Linked DNA regions of Sus scrofa: region 1 is linked to region 2. The links are chromatin contacts, called in public HiChIP or PLAC-seq maps. All regions are on one chromosome and are shown on one strand. The core of a region is the stretch at or near the end of the contact, and the rest is flanking DNA. Distances in the headings are between cores, read along the strand shown.

Region 1 (4,658 bases), core at 1,851-4,350, 190 kb after region 2:
GCATTAACTAGGGATGACTGTTGTTTATTTCCTCTGAGGCTGGGAAATTACCACTGGTTTTAAGTTGTAGCAGAAGGTGTTTCAAGGAAATGTTTAAATTTTAAATCATCCTGTCTAAAACATAAAATGCAATGTTTTTAAAAGTCTTGGAATTTTCTTTTGGAGGAAGTTTTTTTTTTTTGGAGGCCTGTCTTTCTTTTTTTTAATATATATGACGATTTTTATTTTTTTCCATTACAGCTGGTTTACAGTGTTCTGTCAATTTTCCCCTGTACAGCAAGGTGACCCAGTCACACATACATGTACACATTCTTTTTTCTCACATTTCATGCTCCGTCATAGTTCCCAGTGCTACACAGCAAAATCCCATTGTTAATCCATTTCTTTTAGAGGAAATTTTACCAAGAATTATTTACTATCTTTCTCTGGGATAGTGAAAAGACGTAGACATTTCATCTTTCTGACTGTCCCATCATTTTTGTAACAAATTCACCCACTCTTTTCTCACAAGCTGAAGACTCAACTGGGGGCTCTACCAGTGACCTGTTTCCTCGGATTGTTTTCCTCAGTTGATTGTGGTTAAACAATTGGATATTGACCAACTTCTCGAGCGGTCCTGTGGTGGAATCAATACACTTTCCAAGCTTTATTATTATCACACGATCTGCCATCTCATTGACCCAAATTATCCTCGTGGTACAGTAATTTTAAGAAATATGGCTGTTGGGTTTACGTCAAAGTAGTTCTCCCTCATTTTCTGAGCATGTGATTGTATTATTTTCGCAGTAGTGCCATCCATTTGAAGCGTAAGAAAACTGGAGTAGCAAAAGGACCTCTCCATCCGGTCCAGAGATTTACTGGAGCCGCTGAATTGTTGTTCCTGCAGAAAGTGAGTCTCTGGGAGAACCCGGAATCAGCCTTACTGCGAATTATCCAAGAACCTATACAGAATCAGTCTTGCTGGCAACTTTGTCTACCTGGATCAGATTCTGAAACTCTCTGGAGGATTTCCTAAAGTCTGAGATGGTCCCAAGGTGAGAGAGCCCTGGATGGCAGATGCATTAAGCTGCTATACAGGCAGCTCCGGGAGAACCAGTCTCAGCCAATCTGAAATCCCTTGGTATTATCTGTATGGGTGTATGACATGCTTGATTGTCCAGCCTCAATCAGGAATAAATAATGCCACGGAACTTTCCAGGTGACTGAAGCCTAATTCATTTAGTTGGAAAATGAATTTAACTCTTTGCATGCTGTCTTTCTAAAAGAGAGTATGTTGACTAGAATGCCGAGAAGATGGGTGATGTTCTGGGGTATGAGTGAGGGCGGGTGGCAACCGTCTTTACCAGTGCCCCCAGTGGCTCCAGGATCCAAGACCCCAAATCTTTATCCAATGGGGCAAATTTTTATTGAGGCACACGAATATTTTCACGGAAGAGAAGTGTCGATTTAGGCTAAATTAGAATTATTTTGGTAATCCATCCCAAATAAATTAACATGGTGATCAGTATTGGAAGGGGGCGAAGAACCTCATTCACTGTCCTTGCTGAGGGTCTCCCGGGCTGGCGTCTCTGCGGCATCTTCTCCTTAAGGCGACAACGTGACGTGTGCAGCTGCACACTCGGGCCATCATTCTGTAAATCAATTTTGGGATCGTCTCTGGAGACCAATGCAGCTGTTTTTTGTTTTTTTTTTTTTTTGAAATTTGCTGATCTCTGTCGAGTGTGTGGTGTCTGACATGCCTGCAGCCTGAGGCTGTGCCGAGGTGCTGTCCTTATGCTGCAGAACCGTGTAGACTCATACCCTCATTTCTGGCTGCTTTTCTGCCTTCTCTGGGCCCACTCTTTGATGCCATTTTGTGTTTCTCGCATCATCCTTCTTTTTTTTGTTTCTCAATATGTTCTGGCATTTGCATTATGTGGATTTGTTTCCAATATGTAAAAATCTGTGTTCTGATGATACATATTTATTGTTAAAAAACTGGAAAACATTAAAGGGTTAAAGAAAGAAACTTTAATTTCCTATTACTGTGTGTAATGTAAATCCACATGCATATACACACTGTATATTCAATCTGTCCACTTTGTCAACATTTGAAAACTGGACGCCGTTTAAACATTCTACCAAGAGACCAGGTTGGAAGGAGAAGGCAGATGATGAAGGAGGCGATGAGATAACCGATGCTGACGCAGAGGCCCCGCTGTGCCAGCCGGTTCTGACGCCTCTTCGTTCAGTTCATCTTCACTCTGTTCCTACGATGCCTTCATCCTGCGCCACAGAGAAGCTGTAGCACAGAGAGATAAGGAACCGGCCCAATGTTCTTAAAGCCTTTTCTTCCATCAGTAAATACTTCATAAGCCAGAAGGATGGAGCAGAATTTCATCACATGAATACAATGTAACTTACGGTCATTGTTCAACGTTTAGATTGTTTCCAACTGGAGTACCTTTCAGATGCTGCTGCGACTTGACTTCTTTCCTTATGATGGACTTCGGGACATACACTGATGTGTCAAAGGGTGAAGATTTTTATGGCCCTTGACATTGCCCCTTGCTTTCTAGAAACTCAGTGCCCTCAGTCCATAGATGGAATGTGAGAGTCTACGCCTCATTACAAATATCGACGTTTAAATATATCTTTGTTAGTTTCAAAAGTAAAAAAAAAAAAAATTCTTTTGAGGGCCACACCTGTGGCATATAGAAGTTTCCAGGCTAGAGGCTGAACCGGAGCTGCAGCTGCCAGCCTACACCAGGGCCACAGCAGCGCGGGACCCAAGCGGTGTCTGCGACCTGCGCCACAGCCACAGGATCCTTAACTCACTGACGGGGTCAGGGATCGAACCCGCATCCTCATGGATACTAGTCAGGTTCGTAACCCACTGAGCCACAATGGGAACTCCAAAATAGCATTATTTTAGTTATTTTCATTTAGTAAAAAAGACTTTGTTGTTGTCGTTGCCCCTCAGCGGGTCGCTCACAGCACTTCTCTGCTCTTCTCCGACGAGGAAACAGAGCGAGCGACTCAAATCGACCGTGGTGCCTGGGACCTTCCCACTGTTACTCTTGGTGAACTTTGTCCTTGTTTACGCTTCAGGACCACTGATTCACTGCCAGGATGCATATTTGACGCATGTGTGCACAGAGTACCCAGTAGTAAAACCCAATGACAGAACTCCCTAGGCAGCTGGGTCACGCTATATTAGCAAATTTGATCTGCATTCTAGTGGCGTTAGAACAGGAAGACAAAACAAGCAAGCAAGCTAGGCAATAAACACTGTACTCTGAGGGCAAATTTGGTTGACACTCCATTCCAAAGTTAATAGCTGTGCTGAGAACAGTTCCTGCACCAGTTCTGTGAGTCAGCCGGTTTTTTTCCTTATCTCCTGGTTCCTGGCCTTTTACTGAAAGTGCAGGTGAGGGAGGCGCGTAGGACAGTGAATGAAACAAAATGTTTCCTGCATGTGGAACCTTGACTACACGGTAAACAATGAGGTTAAAGACGGAGCTTTTTCATAGAAGCACTGTTGCCAAGAGCCAAGACATGCAGACAACCTGAATGTGCATCGACAGATGAACAGAAAAAGAAGATGTGTGTGTGTATACATGAAGTAATGCCATTTGCAGCAACGTGGGTGGACCTAGAGAGTGTCATATTAAGTGAAGTAAGTCAAACAGAGACAAATATTATATGATACCACTTGTATGTGGAATCTAAGAAATGATATAAATGAACTTATCTATAAAACATAAGCAGACTCACAGACATAGGAAACAAACTTACGATTGCCAAAGTGGGTAGTAGGGGAAGGAAGGAAGAATAAATTAGGAGTATGAGATTAACAGATACACCTGCTATATAAAAAATAGATAAAAAAGGATCTGTTGTATAGCAATCAAACTATTCAATATCTTGCAATATCCTATAATGGCAAATAACTGAAAAAGACACACATACACTGAAACCAAATCACTTTGGGGTACACCTGAAACTAACATAAGATTTTAAAATTAACTATATTTCAATTTTAAAAAAGATACAGTATTGGAGTTCCCTTGTGGTACAGTGGGTTAAGGGCCTAGCATTATCACTGCAGCAGCTCAGGTCGTTGCTGTGTTGCAGGTTCATTCCCTGGCCTAGAAATTTCCATATGCCATGGGTGTGGCCAAAAAGAAAAAGAAAAAAAAGATACAGTATTAATTTAGCAAATTTGAATATGAATAAACTTTAGATTTTCCCTATTTTGTGGACAAAACAAAACACAAACCAACCAAAAAAACTTCCTGGGTTCAGCATGCTGACGTTGTAGCCAACCAGCTGTGCGACCTCACTCACTCGGTTTGTTGGACCTCTGCTTCATCTGTAAAATGTGAATAATGGTAATACTAATACTAACACCGTTTCTGTGAAATAAAATGAGATAATACAGCAGAGGCTCTCAGAGTTGTATCTGACACTTAGTAAGTGCTAAGTAAATGTTAGCTGTTATCATTACTATAAATAATAATAAATAGTCTTATTATTCTTATGCCGTGCAGTCTAATATCACTGCTAAGAAAAGTTGCTTGCATCTTCTCTCCATCAGGCTAATAATTATGAATAGCTTTAGTATAATTGCGGCCATGTTTTGGCTGCAATTCTAGCCAAAGAATCAACCTAGACAC
Region 2 (4,932 bases), core at 1,154-3,653:
AGGGTGCTCTTTTGTTAGGGAGAACAGAAAGCTCCAGGCTGTTTCAGAATGATTTCTTTTCTCTCTCCCCCTGCTAAAAGTCCGAAGGAATTTTTCTCCAATACTCACTCTGAGAACCTAGTGGGACCCCTGCAGGGAGCTTAAGAACGTGTGGAGGCTTAGCTGCACTGGGTCTCTGGCAGGTCATCACCATTTAGTCTGCGTTCCCTCTGGTATAGGATTCAGTGGCAAGCATCCACTCCTGTGCTTCGGCTGCTGGTAAGCTGTGATTCTCTGTCCAGTTTGTAGGGTAGCAGATAGTGATGTGTCCTTAATTTTTTGATGGATCTAAGAATTGCTGATTTTTAATTATTCAGCCTTTATCTTATCAGGATGGTAGTGATGACCTCTAGCTCTTTACATGTCAGACTGGTGCTATTGACTTTTTATAAATTTATCTTGTGTCTGGAGTTCCCATCATGGCTCAGTGGTTAACGAATCCAACTAGGAACCATGGGGTTGCGGGTTCGATCCCTGCCCTTGCTCAGTGGGTTAAGGATCCGGTGTTGCCATGAGCTGCAGTGTAGGCCGCAGACGCGGCTCGGATCCTGCGTTGCTGTGGCTGTGGTGTAGGGCGGTGGCTACAGCTCCGATTCGACCCCTAGCCTGGGAACCTCCATATGCCGCGGGAGCAGCCCAAGAAATGGCAAAAAGACAAAAAGACAAAAAACAAACAAACAAAAACCTTCTAGAGCCACTGACATAGAAATGAAGTCTTACTTTCCAATATGCTGTGAACAATAAAACATCAAATGTCTTTTTCTGAAGTGAAGACTTTATTTTTTTCAATTCGGGCCCTGTGCCTTAAGCTTTCGGTTTGTTAATAGATGGGCCTTATCCGTCGATCCACCCACTACTTTTCCCGTCCACTCTGTGTCCCATTTAAGTGGATCTACCTACCTATCTATCATCTACCCATCCATCCATCATCCCTTGCTTTAGTTCATATATTTCATTGTGAGATTTTGCTGTCTTGACTTTTATCACACGTGGTTCCTTCTCTCCCTGTCATGACTCCCTGGAATACGCGTCCCTCTCCCTTTCTGTGCAGATCATACGTATTCTTCAAGGCCCAGTAGGAGGCCTGACTTCTTTATGAAGTCTCTTGCATGTGTTTCATCCATAGTGACTCTCTTCCAGAACTCCAGTGCATGGAAGAGGGCGCTCCAGTTTATGGCGGTTCAGTTTATCTTTTTTTTTTTTTTTTTTTTGTCTTTTGTCTTTTGTCTTTTTGTCTGTTGTTGTTGTTGTTGCTGTTGTTGCTATTTCTTGGGCCGCTCCCGAGGCATATGGAGGTTCCCAGGCTAGGGGTCGAATCGGAGCTGTAGCCACCGGCCTACGCCAGAGCCACAGCAACGCGGGATCCGAGCCGTGTCTGCGACCTACACCACAGCTCACGGCAACGCCAGATCCTTAACCCACTGAGCAAGGGCAGGGATCGAACCCGCAACCTCATGGTTCCTAGTCGGATTCGTTAACCACTGCGCCACGACGGGAACTCCCAGTTTATCTTTTTGATCTGAGCGTATTATTCTTGAGGGCAGAGGTATGTTTTATACCCCTTTAGTATCAACTAGAGTATCTGATACTGTGTTGAGCTTATATCTGACCTCCCAAATTACTCTAGGCCTCAGCAGACACATGAAAAGATCTCAGTGTCACTAATCATCAGGGAAATGCAAATCGAAACCACTGCACACCGGTCAGAATAGATATTATAAAAGGACAACAAATAACAAGTGTTGGTGAGAATGTGAAGGGGGACCTCGTGCACTGTTGGTGGGAATGTCAGTTGGTGCAGCCACTGTGGAAAACAGTGTGGAGGCTTCTGCAAAACAGTGAGAATAGAGCTACCATACGATCCAGCAATTCCACTTCTGGGTATTTTTCTGAAGAAAACAAAAATGCTAATTCAAACAGATGTATGTACTTCTTTGTTCATTGCAGCATTATTTATGATAGCTAAGGTATGGAAGTAGCCTAAATGTCCACTGATGGATGAACAGTAAAGATTTGGTGTAAGTGTATACACCCACACACATATATACACCCACACACAGTTAAATGTTACTTAGCTGAAAGAAAGTATGAAATCTTGCCTTTTGTGACAACATGGATTGACCTAGAGGATACTCTGCTAAATGACACAAGTCAGATAGAAAAAGACAAATACACTGTGATTTCACTTATATTTGGAAACTAAAAAACAAAGCAAATGAATGAACATAACAAAAAAGACCCAGATACACAGAGCAAGCAAGTATTTGCCAAAGGAGAAGGGAGGCGGGGTTTGAGTGTCATAGGTTCAGGAGATTAAGAGATGCCAGCTTCCAGTTACAGAATACGTGAGTCATGGGGACGGTATGTGCAGCTTGGGAACTGTAGTCGCTAAGACTGCAGTAACTTTGTGTGGTGACGGGTGGTAACTGGACTTACCATGGTGATGGTTTTGTGATGTATACAAATAGCAAGTCACTGTGTTGTACACCTGAGACTAACAGGGGTATAGGTCAGTTATACGCCAATAAAAATATAAAATCGACCATCAGTACAGTTATTTAGTTGAGGTCCAAAATGATGATCATAAAATTAGAATTATATCTACTTGTTTTAGTAATTCTAGGACATCTAGTCTAATGTGCGTATTTGACAGGTATGGAAATTGAGTCTCAGAAAATTTAAGTTCTTCATTCAAAATTATATAGATATTCATCTATTTTTTGAGATACTGCTACTACCTTCTTTTACATTGCCTAAGGGTAAATTTTGATGGCAACTACAGTCTCTTCCTACTTGTCACAAGGAAAGGGAGACATAAGATCCCACTTATTTTAGGCATTTGCAGTTAGGCACTAAAGTTCTTTCTGTTCCAAGTGCACGTATGAACGACTTTCTTCCTTCTTTTAGTTCCTGTAGTCAGCATAAGGGACAGTTAGTATGAACCCAATCTTGAACTGAAGGCTTGGTCTTCACCGAGCTCAATTTAGAGCTAAATATTTGGCCAGGTAATTTTATTTATGGCTTTTTCAGTGGAAGTATTTTTTAATTTCACCATATCTTTAAGGATATAATGTATTCCAGAAACAGTCGTAATAAGAATTTTAACACTGAAGTACAGAGAGCTCTTTGTGGGTGTTCTGTCTCCTTTGTTTTTAAAATGATTTTTTTCCTTATGTAATAATGACAGAAATATAGCTTTTAGAAATACTACATAGGAAATGAAAGACTGAAAAATCTCTTTTCATTTGAGAGCCTATAGTGAGGGCCTTTATAATCCAGGAGAAAGAGTATTGAATATGTGGCTTTTTAGCACTGACAGCCTCTGAGATAATTGTTTATTGATATGCATCTTGCTTTTATTTTACCACCTTAAAGGGAAAATAGCAAAATTGGCTTTACCCCATAAGAATCTACTAGTCTAGCACAATACTGGAATATGATAGGCATTCAATAAATACTAACTGCATCCAGTTAATTTAAAGCAAAGCTAAAGTTAATTTGAACTTTCTGAAATAGGGACAATTTATTGTAAGGAACTTTGAATGAGATATTTTGGCTTTGAAGTTTAATTCAAACTCCACAGCCAAATTCTTTCTCTGGGCCATCTTCTCTCAACTTGGCTAATTTCTCTCATTCTTCAAGACTTAGATCAGCAATAGTCTTCCCTGAAAACCTTTCAAGACCTACCTTGTGATCTTAATCCCCGACTAGAAGTGCCCTTCCAATAATGTATCTCATCACATTCTGTAAAATTATCCGTTTATTTGCAGGAAGTGTCTTCTGGGGGTTCCCGTCGTGGCTCAGTGGTTAGCAAACCCAACCAGCACCCATGAGGATGCGGGTTCCATCCCTGGCCTCACTCAGTGGGTTAAGGATCCGGCATTGCTGCGAGCTATGCTTTAGGTCACAGACACAGCTCGGATCCTGCGTGGCTATGGCTGTGGTGTAGGTTGGTGGCTACAGTTCCAATTCGACCCCTAGCCTGGGACCCTCCATCCATATGCTGCTGGTACGGCCCTAAAAAGACAAAAAAAGGCAGTGTCTTCTGCGTTCAACTGACCGTTGAGTGTAAGTTTAGTGTTTGAAACTTCAGCGGAAGGTCAATGAGTGGAAGAAACTGTGCAAGCATGGAAAGACCTGGAAGACCTTTCCTGGTGGAGGAAGAATGCGGCAGGAAGCTGCTCACCCAGTCTTCTCAGAGCAGTCTCTAAGGTGGTTTGTACTGGGAGAAGCAGTCTGGCACAGCAGAATCTGATGAGAGTCTGAGTTCCCTCTGTGGCACAGTGGGATCAGCTGTGTCTTGGGACCGCTGGGACACAGTTTTGATCCCTGGCCCAGCACAGTGGGTGAAGGATCCTGTGTTGCTGCAGCTGCAGCTTAGGTCGCAGCTGCAGCTTGGATCTGATCCCTGGCTGGGGAACTCCGTATGCTGCTGGGTGGCCAGAAAAAAAAAAAAAAAAAAAAAGGAAATCTGATGAGAGTTAGACTTCTAGTGTAGTAAATATAGAAATAAGTTGGACCACTTCATGATATCTTGGAACTTTAGTGTTCGCAAGTGGAAATGGGTGGCTCATAAATCTCTACATTTATTTATAAATAGAACATGAGAAAAACTATCAAATGAAAGCCACTGGGATTTCTTTTAGTATACACTTTTTAAAGTGTAATATCAAACTCACCTTTTCCTTTATCCAGGACATTGCCAGGGCTGTCCATGAAAGCTGAGTGTGATCTTCGAATTTAGCCTCAAGGTCTGTAATTTTACCAGGTGGGAACGCATGAGGGTCATTGCCAGGAGGAGGAGCTCTTGGCACGTTAAACGACCCTCCAGAGGTTAGTCGGCTAAGTCTTCTGTTTCAGCTTCTACCATGTCATCGCTGACTTCAGGTCTTG

What was found. HiChIP or PLAC-seq counts read pairs in DNA pulled down with a chosen protein or histone mark.
Region 1: an H3K27ac HiChIP or PLAC-seq map of skeletal muscle shows a contact between it and region 2. The contact joins two enhancer-like sites. A contact is called at or near these places in 1 of 5 promoter capture datasets (fetal liver), 9 of 47 Hi-C or Micro-C datasets (adipocytes, alveolar macrophages, blood and 4 more) and 2 of 2 datasets of contacts at active chromatin or transcription factors (alveolar macrophages and skeletal muscle).

Annotation. Positions count from the first base shown.
Region 1 is chr4:129,609,686-129,614,343 of Sscrofa11.1, forward strand. All of the region lies in intron 2 of ODF2L (outer dense fiber protein 2-like), which reads left to right. Among named protein-coding and RNA genes, the nearest start is that of CLCA4, 19 kb to the left of the region's middle. Within about 2 kb of position 3,101, at least 21 of the 83 cell types and tissues checked have an H3K27ac peak or open chromatin away from gene starts, as enhancers often do. A contact at or near this core is called in skeletal muscle, where this site is marked.
Region 2 is chr4:129,424,543-129,429,474 of Sscrofa11.1, forward strand. The region is part of intron 1 of ODF2L (outer dense fiber protein 2-like); the gene reads left to right. Among named protein-coding and RNA genes, the nearest start is that of ODF2L, 31 kb to the left of the region's middle. Within about 2 kb of position 2,404, at least 22 of the 83 cell types and tissues checked have an H3K27ac peak or open chromatin away from gene starts, as enhancers often do. A contact at or near this core is called in skeletal muscle, where this site is marked.